2 separate regions of the Lactuca sativa genome follow, and region 2 is linked to region 1. The links are chromatin contacts, called in public Hi-C maps. All regions are on one chromosome and are shown on one strand. The core of a region is the stretch at or near the end of the contact, and the rest is flanking DNA. Distances in the headings are between cores, read along the strand shown.

Evidence for each region. Hi-C and Micro-C count contacts between places; a contact is called where the count stands out from the background.
Region 2: a contact with region 1 is called in a Hi-C map of seed, with 3 times the contacts expected there. The contact joins the promoter of LOC111914920 here to the promoter of LOC111914924 in region 1. A contact is called at or near these places in 2 of 4 Hi-C or Micro-C datasets (leaf and seed).

Annotation. Positions count from the first base shown.
Region 1 is chr1:69,120,979-69,125,372 of Lsat_Salinas_v11, reverse strand. It overlaps LOC111914924 (soluble inorganic pyrophosphatase 1), which reads right to left and starts at 1,391. Exons shown (of 9, transcript XM_023910634.3): 1 at 1,233-1,391; 2 at 288-429; 3 at 179-207; 4 at 20-85. The coding sequence starts at 420.
Region 2 is chr1:69,286,806-69,291,559 of Lsat_Salinas_v11, reverse strand. LOC111914920 reads left to right here and starts at 1,563. Exons shown (of 6, transcript XM_052770843.1): 1 at 1,563-2,150; 2 at 2,575-2,652; 3 at 2,727-3,078; 4 at 3,394-3,816. The coding sequence starts at 2,591.

The DNA.
Region 1 (4,394 bases), core at 142-2,641:
AGCTGAAATCTTTCATTACCTTGATAAGTCCTGTAGTTTTGTCAAGCTCATACTTCACCTTGCTCCCCTTGCTAATTTCAATCACCTAAAGAATAAACACGTTTCAGTAAATGGTTTACCCCATTGATTTCAGTAATCTGGGGTTTGATCTAAACTGAATTATAATTTATATCCTTACACAGTTGAAGATGGTTGGGGCATCAGGTCCTGAATTGGAAGATTGAGGAAGTCAGTTCTTGAATGTTGTAAGAAATCAAGAAGTAATGAAATGAAATGAAAAGAAGTACCTATTTCAAGATCATGCCATGGATGTGCAGCAACTGATCTTCTGCTCATGGATGAAATTATTCTTTCATTAAGAGGAGGACGTGAAGACTGATAAGATTCACGTTTCTTTGGAGCCTCAGTAGGTGTAGTCATACTTGCAAGCTACACATTCAGGAAAACCAAGAATGAGATTACAGGAAAAAAAAATCACAAAACAGAAGCGTGTAAAACAAGAACAGTTGTAAGATCACATTTTTCAATAATTTACAACATACATTCAGAATGATAGTGATCTGATTGCATCTACATAATCCATTGTTTTCATTTGAGTACTTTTTTGGGATTGGTTACTTTCTCACAATATTCTGTCGAAAGCAACTAGGGATCCCGATCGAAATCAGTCAAGATCCCCAAAATCAAAATAACTCCAATTAAATCAGTACCATAAATACAGAGTCTAAAGATGATTATAGAAAACTTGATCAAAAAAGCATTCACGAAATGGCTATCTAGAATCTGAGTGTACAACTTATCGAATGAGAAACTTTTGAATACTAAAAGGAGGGCAAGAGAACGAGAATGAAGATCGACATACACAAGTATCAAAACATATTATATGATCTTTGCCCAGGTCGAGTATTACTACAAACTTTTTTCTGTTAATATAACCACATATGTAGGAGAGAAACATAAATCAGATACAAAGATAAACTTAACTCTTTCTGCTATTTTGTAGTGAAACGTCGAGCTGAAGACGTAAATCTAACACGATAAACAATACTAGAACAAAAATAAGAAATCGAACAGAAAGAATACTCTATATCAAATCTCGAACTCCATAAAACCGATCGAAAAAAGCACATAACTATTCCTACAACTCATAATTCACAAGTCACAACTGAAACAGCATATAATGAACTGAAATCGAACTTCGAGTGCATTAGATAAAATAAAAATCAACAAACCTGAAATAATCCGTGGAGAAGAGAAAATGAGGAGCAGATCTAGAGATTTAACGAAAAATGTGCGTACGAATTAAGGCGAGGATATTGGGGGTTGTGCGTGATGAGCATATATGGATACAAGTATTGTGTATCTATATGTTTCCCACCGATTTTGCATTTTTGCAGGGGAAAACTGTCTCTGTCCACCGGGATTCACAAGTATTTACACCAACCACCCTATACTATGTTTAAATTTTATTTACACCCCCGTGTTTTTCGGTATCTATTTTGTAGAATTTATGGATTAAAATCAAAATTAACATTTTAAATACTAATTTAAATATTACCAAAAATAGGATAGATATTAGGTCTTTGAGTATTAATTTTCTAAGGATGTGTTTGGTACTTTGATATGTTTCTTATTAGGTCTGGTAAGAGGTTGGATTCGACTCGAACAGATTCAAACTGTTTGACACCACAATTAGAAGTCTCTGATTCGGTTATATAGTCACCCATATGTCTAATGTCTCTAACATATCTTCCATTGATACATTCATTGGTTACTTTTGATATAGATCTTTGGTGTCAAAGTATTTGAAATGTAAATTATCATGTTTACAAAAATCTAAAGGACGTAAATATGACTTGTATGTATAAGGACCCTTATGTAATATTTGTATTTATGGCATGTTGGACAAAAATGTATACAAATCACTCTTATTTGTATTTTATTGAGGTGAACTTTGTCCACACAATGCAAACCCAAAGGGATGTTCATTGAACGGATGAAAATTTTAATAGTGCATGTCGACCTCCCTTTTTTAAGTTGTTTCTAAAGTTTTTCTGGAAACAACTTTATTTAAGATCATGGAAACTTTAAATAAATTGATAAACATATGTTATTCATGATTAAACCCATGGGTTTTAGAAAACGGGTTTTTTAAGTTGTTTCTAAAGTTTTTCTTGAAACAACTTTATTTAAGATCATGGAAACTTTAAATAAATTGATAAACATACGTTATTCATGACTAAACCCATGGATTTTAGAAAACGGGTTTCACTACTACCCATGCATGTTTTAAGGATGTTTTAATAATATAAATTATTGTTACATGCCATTTTCTATACAAGTTTAACATATTAATAATTTTTAAGTTTTGGACCATGATTTCATTTGTAAGTTGTAACCATTAAGCGGATATTGGGCTCATAGCCTCAAAAGTCATAAGTATAATTGTCATCTGAGTTGGGCCAAACTTGAGCAGAAAGTAGGTAGGATTTATGAATATGGTTCTATTGGGCATTGGTCACGACACATGGTTTGTTAGGTGCTTACGGTTGTGTTGGCTTTTTTTAGAAATTGCAACTTATCACACTGTCACTTTGATTAAGGGTCTAATAATTAATAAACATTCATGCATTTGGCTATTATTGATTATTATAATCTATCAATGATACTAATTCAATTATTATGCCAAGGATATATATATATATATATATATATATATATATATATATATATATATATATATATATATATATATATATATATATATATATATGAAACTTAGGCCGTATTTGTTTCCCTCTTAATTGTAAAATTAAGAGGCAATATCTAGAAAATTTAGATTCAGATCGTTGTTTGCGTCTTACTTTTTACCTCTTAATTTATCAGATAGGGAACACAGTCTGAAAATAAAAAATAAAAAAGAGCGCGTGTTTTTGTTGATATACGATTGAATTTGAATGTGTTCAATGGATATGATAAAATGTTGATTTTGAATTTTTGATGTTATGGTTGATTTTTTATACTCGATTTTTTATGTTCAATCTTGCCTGTTATTGAAAATGTGCATTTGTTTTGTTGAAGTAGTCGTTGAAAATGTGTCTTTGTTTGCGTAAATTGTTGTTGAAAATGTGTATTTGTAATGTTTAACTTGTTGCTAAAACATGCATTTTTTTTTGTTGAATTGATCAAAGAAATGGGAGAAAAGAAGGATAGGATTACTTGGAAGGTTGAAGGTGTAGAGAAAACGTTTCTAGAAGCTTGTTTACGTGAAGTTACAGTCAATGGACGGGAAGAGAGTAGTTTGAAAGCACTATCTTGGAGGAATGTAGCTGAAACATTAAAAAATTGAACATAATTTTATTACTGACCAAAAACAAATGAAGAACCGCTATGACTACCTAAAGTCAAAGTTTGGTGTTTTTTTGAAGTTAAAAAACAAAATCGGTAACGTGTACAATCCAACAACCAACACCTTCAATCTTTCCAAAGAAGAATGAGAACTAGAATCGAAGGTAAGTTGTTTAGTTATAAAAAATATATTATCATGTTTAAACAATAAAATATTTTTTTTCCAAACGGTCAAACAAACATGTGGATTCTTTGAGACGCACGCCACTACCGTACCCCGACCTTTGCACATAGTTGTTTGAAGGCGCGACTGCGACAGACATTCATAGTTGGGGGTCAACTTCTACCCTTCCTCGTCCTACTCAAGATTCAAGTAAGTATAGTTTGCATGACTTTGACGACATTGATTGCACTCAACAAGAAACCGTAGGTCTCAATGAAGAGTCATCCGCTCAATCAAAAAAACAAAAGACTACAGATTCGGAAAATAATCAAAATAAAAGTAAAGATGAGGGTAAAGATAAGGGTAAAGATGCATCGAATTCAAGATTGCTTGAAATCGGGGAAGATATTGCAACAGTTGCTAAGATACTTGTGGAAAAACAAGCTTCTTCAAATTTGGGAGCGCGTATGGAAAAGTTGGGGAAGTTAGGATGGGGAATATTTGATCTAAGATACACTACTGTTGTTGCTCTTTTTGGTGAAGGTGCGGATAAGAGGCACGTGTGGTTAACGATTGTTCCAACTATTTGTGAGAATTGGGTCAAGACTGTTGGAGCACATTATGGAATGTTTCGTTAAGTTTTGAATGAGTTGATGGTTTTTTGTTTTTTTTATAACTAGATGTTTTGAATAACTACATGTTTTGAATGATTTGTTGGTTTTTTCGGATAACTAGATGTTTTGACTTGATGTTTTGTATTACTTGATCTTTGGTTTGAACTAGATTTTTATATGACACGAATGACTTGATGTTTTGGATGAATTTTTATGTTATATGTTGTTAATATAATTGTTATGTATTTTCAAAATAACAGATTGCTTAT
Region 2 (4,754 bases), core at 314-2,813, 170 kb before region 1:
TATGATTCCCAGTAGACAATTGACATTTGATTCCCATTATAATCTTCTTAATAAACTAATGCATTAATACCAATAAAGATTGAAAAAGACAAAACACAATCCGATTCCATTACTTAAAGGCCATAAAAAGTCGTTAGGTTACAAGCAAGGGTAGTATTGTCAAATTAACAAAAGAAAGTCACCATACATAGTGTACTATTACATACTTCCAAAGCAAAAGAAAACAAGTAACCCTAATCAGTCTAAAGTAACTGGGTTGTCCTCAGTCACTCCTTTGCTATCCTTTCGAAAAATCTGCTTCCTTATTTGTATCTTGCTTATTCTCTCTGAAGGCTTCCTTTTTCTAACACCAAGGCTCTTAGGCACTCTAACACCAAGATTCACAGACACTTGGTTAACAGGTACTGGATTCATAGGATCTTGGTTGATAGGTACTTCATTCACATGATCTTCATTCACATGCTTTTGATTCACACAGACATTCTCTTGAATGACAGGCTCTTGATTCACAAGGACATGCTCTTAGGTCAAAGGACAAAATGTGGACAAGTGTGGAAAAAAAAAGTCAGGGACTAAATGTGTATAAAACCAATAATATTTTACCCTTTTAAGTCATTATCCCTTTGCTTTTTTATATAAAAAATTACAAAATAATAATAAAAATAAAAGTATTTTATCATTTCATTCGTAAACACTCAATTGAAAGCAAAGTGTATTTTTATCATTTCATAAACACTCAACAAGATTTGTTAATAAAATTAGTCATAAGGATTATTAGTGTGCTAAATTTTGTCAAGGCTTAACTGAGTTAGACTGTTGAGCTCGGCATACCGAACTAAGTCACTCAACACCAAGCTCATGTCGAGTCTACTCCCCATAGTCTTAGATTGCACGTAATTTGTATGGGGGCACACTTATCAAGTAGGATACGTCGGGCGTAGAATGATATAAATAGGGACGAGCATTTGGCTCGGTGGAACTCGACCTGACCGAAAAAGAAAACCTCAATCGAAACTGGGGTAATCAGTTTAGTTCTCGATTCTTCAGTTTTCGGTTAGGTTCGGGTCGGGTCGGGTATTAAACACATACTTAAAGAGCATACATATTTGTAGGACCGAATCGAAACCAGAACCGACAGAACCAAAACTACACTATCTAGTCCAATTCTTAGTTCTTTATATCTCATTAAATCGATTCCTTGTTTTCCAGTTTTCGATTCGGTTTTAGATTGAGGATCATCCTTAGATATAAAATGATGGCCTAATAATATATACAATTTTTGAAGGAAATTGACAGTTATTTTCAGCTATCTACGTTAATGACATTATTAAATGTAGTACATAACAATATTTTTTATATACATAACAATTTATGCTTTAAAATATTGTATTGTATAACTTTATAAAGTATAAATTGTTATATATAAAAAAAGTATTATATTATATAATTTTATAAAACATAAATCAATGTGTACATAAAATCTTTTTCTATACATAAATTTTTTTATAAAGCATAAATTGTTTTTTTCTATAAAGCATACCTTGTATTGCCTGTTATTGTGAATTAAGGTCAACGTTGACCCATCATCAACCAATAACGTCTCACTCTCTAGACCAGGTTTATCGCACTAGCTAAAAGCTCCTTCACTCTTGCAAGTTTCTCTCGTTACCTAGCATTGTTCTTAAATTCCGATCATCGCTATCCGATCCTACAGTTGATGTAATCGGATCCCTAGATCAACATATATAGTTTTCATTTATTCTGTCGGATCCAATCGGTCGATCGAGTTTCTTCCGTTGGGATTTGGTGGTTGTTTTCTAGTAATTTAGGGTTTGAAGTGCATCGAACAATGGTGCCTTCACTCCAGTTCTCCACTCTCCCTTGCGTTACCTCTTTCTATGGTAGCAGTTCACGTTCTTATCATCTGAAACCCCGTCTTGAAAAAGGTGATCGTCGTGGTAATCTTAGTTAACACTCAGCCTATTATTCGTCCTTTTCCGTCTAATAAGCATCTGTAGCTTTTGCCCTGTGTAATCTTCTCAATCTATCTTCCCCTCTCGTTTTTCGATTTTATTACCATATTCTGCCTCTGATACGGCGAAATCGCTCTCCTCGCTCCGCCTCGAGGTATCCTGGACCGTTTGATTCAGGTGCGTGTTGAAGTTTGGATTAAACGCATCTTATTTAACGAAAAAGGTACATATCGTTACATATTTACATATTCCTCTTTCACTTTGACGCATTGGGCTGATCCCCGTGTAGATGTTGCATTTCTGATAGATTTACATCACATGTGTATATACAGTGGATTCACATTCTCTGTGTCAGAAACAATTCCTATAATGTTTCATTTTGCGTACATGTTTTCTTAGTTCTTGTCCCATTCACTCATTTGCTTGCAAACTTCAGTTTAATGTTAGATTCAGTAATTAAGTATTTTTTTAATTGTTGTGATTCCAACTGCTGATCTGCATGTTTAACGATATTTAAGATGAAAGTCAAAACAAATTATACTGTAACATGCTGTTAGTATTCTGGGCAATGAATTGAATTGTGTATGTCTGCATTAACAAGCTAAAGGCAATGAACAATGAGCCCTAAAACAGAATTGGTTGTTCTTCCGAATCAACATGGAGGTACTTTAATGTGCAGGCAGGGTACTAATCTATTACATACTTAGAAATTTGAGTTTACTAGAGTCACAATTCATTACATTTCACTTGCAGCTGCAAACCAGTGCCAATGGACATTGATGTATCAACCTCTGTTGATGTAAACAACTGCCATGGATTGTATATATACACACCTGAATCCACTCAAAATCTTTCTGTGGATAAACTCGGGAACAATGTCACTCAGTTTCTGAATGTCCAAGATGACAAAGATGGGGTTCCAGGCTGTAAACCACCACACGGAAAATATGAGAAGTATTTCAGCAATCCAACAACATTTATTTGTTCAATCGAATCCACTCTCTCTCCAGGAGCATCTGTAGAAGCCATAACTGTCAATGAGCCTACACCTTGTGACAACCTTAAATCTGTTCATCCAACTTGCTCACATCCTCCATCTTTGCCTGTACGTATTGCCTTTATTTCAATATATTATCCCTGTTAGCATAAACATAAATCAACCCATTGATGATTGATTCTTTGAAGTGAAATTACTGTAAGTAGGATGCTATATTATATAATAAACAAATATACGGCAGTAGGTTGTTATGTCTTGCATTTAACCCTAATTATAAAGCCAATTAGCCTATTATATCGAGCCTTCACGATCCAAACATATAAATCCACTTTGTTTTCTATTACAATTTTCGATATTTGCCAATTGATTCTTTGAAGAAGTGAAATTACCATTTTGCCCCTTGACAATTTGTCTTCCCTACAGACTGCCTGGAAGCCTGTGTCAGCCATGAAAGGTAGCAGAGAGAAACGAGGAGTGACCCCACCTCAAAAACTGACAGTTAAGTGGGCCCCAGACGTCTATGATCCAGTCCCCACCTCAGTTTCCCACACGGTAACAAACAGAAACAACAGGCCTCAAAGACAAACCAAGAAAAACACAGAATCCAAACAGAAGAATGGAAACAAGTCATCACGTGGAAGTGGAAGTAAATACAAAGACAAAAAACAAGGCCGGAAGCGTGGTGGTGATTCTTCCACTGCTGGTTTCAAGCCGCCTGAGCAGGAGGAGGAGGTGATGGGTGATGGTGATTATGGCCTGCCGCCACCAGCCACCATGGAGTTTCATGTCGGAAATCCAGATCAATTCTGTGGGACCAGCTTTCTGAATAGGTATGACACAAACCAGGTACGCTATCCTTCTTTAAGATTGTAAATAAAAAATGATTGAAGTTCTGTTAATTTTGTGTGAATTTTTCACAGATTTGCGTGTATTTCTGGTAGTACAAGTATTAAAAAATTATGGATGGGTTTGTACTAAATGCTTTATACCTGATGCAAATTACTCGTAGGTATGTGTGGGTGGACTTGTATAATTCTATATTAGTGAAAAATAAAGGTAAAAGTTTGGCTAAATGATAGTGCAATTAGGTTGGAGGGTGTGGTGCCACAAGAACTACACTCCCTCCTCTGCCACATAGGTGTCATGTGTTAATTTTACCACACAAAGTGTTGTTCTTTGCCACACACTAGGTGTGATATGAGAGAGAAGGAGGGAGGGAGCCAAGACTCAAAAGGACCAAGAGGACGAAGACTCAGTTAGACGTGGGTGATGAGGTTTGGCAGTGAAATAATAGCTGCTTGCACAAGTTTAATCAATGTTTTAAAATCCGGGTCAGGTTGATTATGAGCAGGTTTTTGGTTTAACCATTGACAAGAAAGTTATGCTTTTCAATGTTTGAATTTTTTGGACATTAATTTTTAGACTAAAATTTTTCACTCGAAACATCACCACACAAATACGTAGACATCCCGTCTTGGTCAATTGCATCTTGAAAAGTTGACAAGTACGCTAAAAATACATTTGAAAAACATGTGTGTGTATATACATAGTTTTAAATGTATGCATGTATGTACGTATAATATGAAAGAAAATTTTGAAAATCTTATTGATTTGACTACAGTTGAACTCGTTGACCAATGTTTGAAAGCATTAAGGGAGCATTTCTTCATTGGCTCTCTTTTCCACCGAGCCCTTTTTTTTTTTTTTTATTGCTTCTCATTTACTCATCTATAAGACCATGCAATATGGATATTTTAACGTTGTGGAGGAGCCTATGTGTTACC